Regions from separate parts of the Zea mays genome. Here region 1 is linked to region 2. Evidence: chromatin contacts called from public Hi-C data. All regions are on one chromosome and are shown on one strand. Each heading gives the region's core, a stretch centred on a gene start, on an enhancer-like site or on the middle of the called end of the contact. The rest is flanking DNA. Distances are from core to core; before and after follow the strand shown.

Region 1 (2,900 bases), core at 387-2,886, 180 kb after region 2:
CAGGGAAGCAAAATCCAACCGAGGTGGAACCAATGAGCTCTATCCGAAACCAGTCACCTTGGGTGTGATTGGTTCATGTTTCTGGATAGCAAAAGATGAAATCCGGCAGCCAGACTTTCCTAGGCCAGGTTTTTGCATGCATAATGCATGACAGTTTGTTTGGATCATTATTTCTATCGTATGACTGGTGAACGTGATGGGTTTGGTATTCTAGTGCCAGTTTGTTTGCTTGCATGATTGAGAAACTGGTCAACAAGATGCACCTTCTTTTGGAACGAAGCAAGTGCCCGCACGCTATCTAAAAGCATGATACAACATACACGAGCGGATCCAGAACAAAATAAGAGCGAGGACACACTTATAAAGACGAGCATCCAAACATCAAAGTGATGTTATCTATACTTGACTGAGCATGGAACCTTATGTAAAATTTTAGACTACACTACTTACAACAAAGAAATGAGCGAGGGCCTGTGCCCTCACTAGGTCCGCCCCTACAATACATTTATCCTTACCGTTCATCACATGAGCTACTAACCATAATATCAACTGCGCTATCAATCGTGGTCAGCTCTTCTGTGCATAGCCTTTATCAGCAACCTACACCTATATCATCGCTCCATCAACTTTTATTTTAGAAATTTTTATTTAAAACGAAACATGACATTTTGTTTAGGAAAAAAAAATCACCTGACCACGTGATGAAGAAAAAAACTACAGAAGTCAAAAAAAGAATGAAAAAAAATGAAAAAGTTACATAGTTCTTAAAAAATGATACTCCCCTGTTTCTTTTTAGTTGTCGTTGGATAGTTCAATTTTGTACTATCCAGCGACAACTAAAACGAAACGGAGGGAGTACAATACTCCTCCCCAACATCGTCCACATTTTCTTCCTAATCTATTTTTCATCTAAATTTAATTGCTCGATCAATTTGTTTACGACCAACGCGTGGGGTTTTTTAAGGCTATCTCTAGCAGGCCCCTATCCCATCCCATATCTCTGTGGTATTTTAGTGCCAGTTTGTTTGACTGTTGAGAAACCAGCCAACAAGATGCACCTTCTTTTGGAAGAAAGCAATGTGTCAGTGGTCGCACACTATATAAAATCTCGATAGAATGCACTCCATCATTACGGTTCGTCACACCGACCATAACATCAACTCCGCTATCGAACATCGTCCGCTCTCAATAAGAAATCTGAAACCCTAACTGATTCCGCGCACACGCGGATGGTCCTGGCCGCTACGGTGGACAGTCCGACCTTAGAGCCGTCCGCACTCAATTTTGGTGCTCAACACTTTATATAAACTATAAATTTTTATAATAGCATAAATAGAAAATACTCTAACTTATATCGTTTACGCTTTCCTAACAATTCTGATTCAGTTTGGAGCCATCCGTATTCCCCACAAACAGACTATCTCCAGCAGAATATTATATTTTATCTTATATCTTATTCCTTATTTTAAATTTATCATATACATATATTTTTCAGTCTAATGAGTCTCACCTTCACCTCACCTCACCTCACCTCACCTCATGCACAGGCCAAGCGGGCGCGCGAGGCTCGCGGGAAACGCAAACGCCAGGCTACGGGCACCGATTTGCACGTGCTGCATCCAACGAACCTGGTTTGATGCCCTTGTCGGCATCGGGGGGCTTCGCCTACCCGCATCACCCACCCTCTCCCCGCTTCCCTATCCCTCACGCAGTCAGGAGATCCCCAATTCCCCATTCACCAATCCCCAGTATTGTAGTAGGGGGAAAAACGAGAGAAAAGAAACAGCAGTAGCGGAGGCAAGACGAAATGGTGGCCGCCGTCGCGTCGCCTTCGTCGGCGGCACCCTCCGCCGGCCGTCCCCATCCGACATACAAGGAGGTAATATAGCCGCTCCCCGTCTCCCTCCTCGGTTCGTTGGAGTGAATATTGAATCTTGCTGCTGCATCTCGATCGATGATTTGGGTTGGATGCGCCCGCAGATGATCATGCAGGCGCTGACGGAGCTGCGGGACCCGAGCGGGTCGAGCCGCAGCGCCATCGCCACCTACATCGCCGACCACTTCTCCGGCCTCCACTCGCGCCACGATGCCCTCCTCTCCGTCCATCTCCGCAGCCTCAAGTCCCATGGCCAACTTCGCCTCGTCTCTGGCAACTACTTCGTCTCCACCGCCGCTCAGCGGCAGGGGCGAGGCTCCAACATCCCGCCCAACCCCAACCCTGCTCCGGGGCAGAAGCGTGGTCGGGGGCGGCCTCGCAAGTACGCAGATTCAGCCCCTTCCGCTTCGATCCCGGCGTTTCAGGACGCCAAGCGAGGGCGTGGACGCCCACGCAAACGCAAGAGCGCCCAGGACCCGGTGGCTTCCTCCCCCTCCCCTTCGCCGCTACAGGGAGCAAGTGTTCCGCCGCCTCCATCTGGGGTCAAGAGGGGGCGTGGACGCCCTCGGAAGGACGCCCTTGTCCCTCCGCCTTCCTCTTCTTCGCCACTGCTGGGAGGGATTGATCCACCGCCTCCATCTGGGATCAAGACGGGCCGTGCACGTCCTCGGAAGGCCCTTGTCCCTGTGCGTTCCTCCTTTTCCGAGCTGCTGGGAGCTGTTGTTCTACCACCTCCGTCTGGGGTCAAGCGTGGCCGCGGACGCCCGCGCAAGAGTGCCTACCCCGCTGTGGCGCCGTTGGTGGGAGCTGAGAAGGGACCTGCTGGTGGACAACCACAGAGGAATACCACTCCTCTCTCACCGACACCTGCTACCATGTCCCACAGTGGTAAGAGTGAGACTGTCCGGCTGCCCAAGGTTGCTGTTGATATCAGTGCTTTGCGTGGTTCCTCCATGAACATATCTGCTTCTAGTAACAGTTTGGTTGGTGCGAAGCGGGGAAGAGGGCGCCCACCTAAGGTTGT
Region 2 (2,888 bases), core at 166-2,665:
AAGGTAGTGACAAACATGAAGTACCATGAAAAGTTCGGCAGTATAAAATTAGTACTCCCTCCGTTCTTTTTTATTTGTCACGTTTTAGTTCAAAAATGAACTAGCTAGCACAAATATTCAAGAACGGAGATAGTACTACCTTAGTTAAACAAAAAGGTAGATATAATGATTTAAGCATAATATTGATCCTTGCGGGAGATGAAGTATGAAGTGGTGTGTTTACCCTCATTTGTTTCATGCCCTTGATTTCATCAGGACCATATTGTTGACTATAGGCCTGTGTGAATTTCCATAGAAAAATGTAGAGGCAATTATGATATGTAAGGATACAAATCTGGTTACAGGGTGAAGACATATACCTCTCCTGAACAATTTAAAGTATCTCTTACCTTTCTCTGTTCAATACTGTGTCTACAACAGTATGCTTTATGTTGTAACATATTACCCAATCTTTTTGTATTCATGTAAAGACCAGCATCTCTAGCACATGAAGGATGAAAAGTAATTTGACAATCTAATGTACAGCACTGCATGGTTGAAAAAGAGAAGTTTAGCAAGGTATGATTCATTTGTCTACATTTATTGGTTGAAGGTATAAAGTTTAAAAAGCAAACCTTCAAGCATGCACCAACACAGCGGTGGCATATAGAGCATGTATCTTTATCCTTGTGATGAAGCCTCTCCTTAGGTTTGATAGAACAGCCAGAACAAAAGAATAATATAATTCAGTCATATTGTATTCAAGCTGGCTTCTGGTGATTTGATCACATAACCACGCATTATAATGAAAAAGAAATATGATAGAAGATATATATATTTGCCAGCACAGAAATATTAAGAGCATAGCTAGAACAAGATAGTACCATTCCGTCGACTGGATTATGTTGCCCTCTTCTGAATGTTGTCTCCAACAGCCACTAAGGAAAGTTGGGGTAACTTAAAATGTACATAAGCTAAGCAAAACAGCAATATGGAAAGAGAAAACTAGAAATCATTACCTCAGCACAGAAAGCATGAACCCATTGACCCTTCACAGTCTTTCTAAAAGCACCAGATGTTCCATGGCATAAACCACATTGCACCAAACAAGCTTTCGGACCATTTTGGTCTGATTGTTCACCAGAGGTAACAGAATCTGAGGGCATCTCATGGCAAAGTTCACATTTCCATGGGCCAGTGGGATACACCAGACTCTGGTAGCAATCTAAGTGTACAGTAGCCTGCTGATCAAACCAGTTAATAGTTGATGGAGTGCAATTTATTTGGGACAAAAAAACAGTAACTGCAAATCACCTTACAGCTCGAGCAAACAAAAATACGGTTCAATATTGTATCACATCGCATGCATATATCACAGGGAAGAGCACTTTTCTTGGAGAACTTCGCCAGATTGAAAATGCCAAAGTTAGTTTCGTCTGAGACATCACTGTTGGAAAATGATAAATCCTTTGCTTGTGGTGAAGAAGATAGTTGGCCAATTCTTGAGGATCCAGTAATGCTTCTTGGCATGTTCTGGAAACAAACAGAAATCAATAAAAAACGATAATGCCTGACAACAACTGAACAAGCAAAGCACACGGATAACCTCTCGTTTAGCAGGTGTCACATTGTTTTCTGTCTCTTTCCTCACTGTTGTGTTTCGTGAGGTCGGTGTAACAGAAGGTGCAGTTGCAGCCAGAATAGCTAGAGCTTCCTTGTGTCTCCTCTCTGAGTTTCCGCGCTTCTTAGCTTCTCTCAGATCACGAAGAAACTGATTCACAATGATATGATCCCATTTTCTTTTATTGAAAGAATCCAACTCATAAGAAATATTCTGGACAACCTTGAGTATCAAATCTTCTGCAAGATACAAGACGGACTGAAATATCGATTCAGAAAGCTGAAGAAATATAAACACATCTAAGCAGTTCAATTTAGGACTGTGTAGACTAAATATTAATATAGTGCAGCAGCAGCAGGGGAATTAATAATGCTGACAACAACCAAAATCTTCTTGTACGGCTGCATAAGGAATAATAATGTACATGACAAAAAACTTACCATATCTCTGCTTCATAGAAACAACACCATCAAGTAGCCTGGATTGTAAATAAACTATTTCCCCTTCTATTTCGTCATCAGGTGAAAGCTTGAGAGTATCTGATGATTGTGCTTTACAGACTTCCATGGCAGTTTTGCCTGTTAATTGCACAAGTTTTGTTGATGAACCACCAAAGTCCTCGTCATGAAGAGACCAAGATAACTCTTCTACTCAATGTGGGAGAAAATAAAGTATTTTTCAGATGTGAAAAAAGAAACTGGCAATGGATTCTGTTTAATTTACAGGAAGGAGTCAGCAAAAAAATTACCATGATAACCATTTTTCTGTATAGTTTGCTCCAAACTATTACTCCACAAACCTTGCAACCTTTTCTCAATGATAGGATGAATATAGCAACAGTAACCATCCATGCTACATGGGGGAAAAGCAGGATTAAGTTAGTTATCCATTCAAATGAAATACTGCCTGTAATAATGTGCGAGAAGGTCCTGGGGGCAGCGCCCTCGAAGGATGCATCGTGGGTCCCTCTGATCCGCCAAGCCCATCGCCCCCATAGGATGCCCCCATCGCCCACCGCCTATCAACTCGCACATCATCGACAACGGCTTCAACAACACCGGTTTCTTCATCTTCTTCAACGGTGCAACTGGTGTGGCCTACAGCGTACTCGGAAAGCCTGGCGTGGCCACGCCTCTTCGTCTGCACGTCCATATATGTCGGCTCATCGTCGCCACCACGCACGCCATTGGCCTGATCAACCGATCGCAGACAAACCGCCCTCCCGAGACGTATGTCGTCCATCGCGTGATGTTTCACCAAGCAAGAGGGTTGCCTTTGCGTCACCTCC

The links. A called contact is a pair of places that touch in the nucleus more often than the background predicts.
Region 1: a contact with region 2 is called in a Hi-C map of leaf mesophyll, with 2.1 times the contacts expected there. The contact joins the promoter of LOC100286130 here to the promoter of LOC100279001 in region 2. A contact is called at or near these places in 15 of 25 Hi-C or Micro-C datasets (bundle sheath, ear, endosperm and 5 more) and 1 of 3 datasets of contacts at active chromatin or transcription factors (leaf).

Annotation. Positions count from the first base shown.
Region 1 is chr6:121,212,976-121,215,875 of Zm-B73-REFERENCE-NAM-5.0, forward strand. LOC100286130 (DNA-binding protein) reads left to right here and starts at 1,637. Exons shown (of 2, transcript NM_001159018.2): 1 at 1,637-1,879; 2 at 1,981-2,900. The coding sequence starts at 1,808.
Region 2 is chr6:121,032,050-121,034,937 of Zm-B73-REFERENCE-NAM-5.0, forward strand. It overlaps LOC100279001, which reads right to left and starts at 1,416. Exons shown (of 9, transcript NM_001152077.3): 1 at 1,294-1,416; 2 at 999-1,220; 3 at 864-917; 4 at 615-683; 5 at 390-527; 6 at 224-277. The coding sequence starts at 1,344.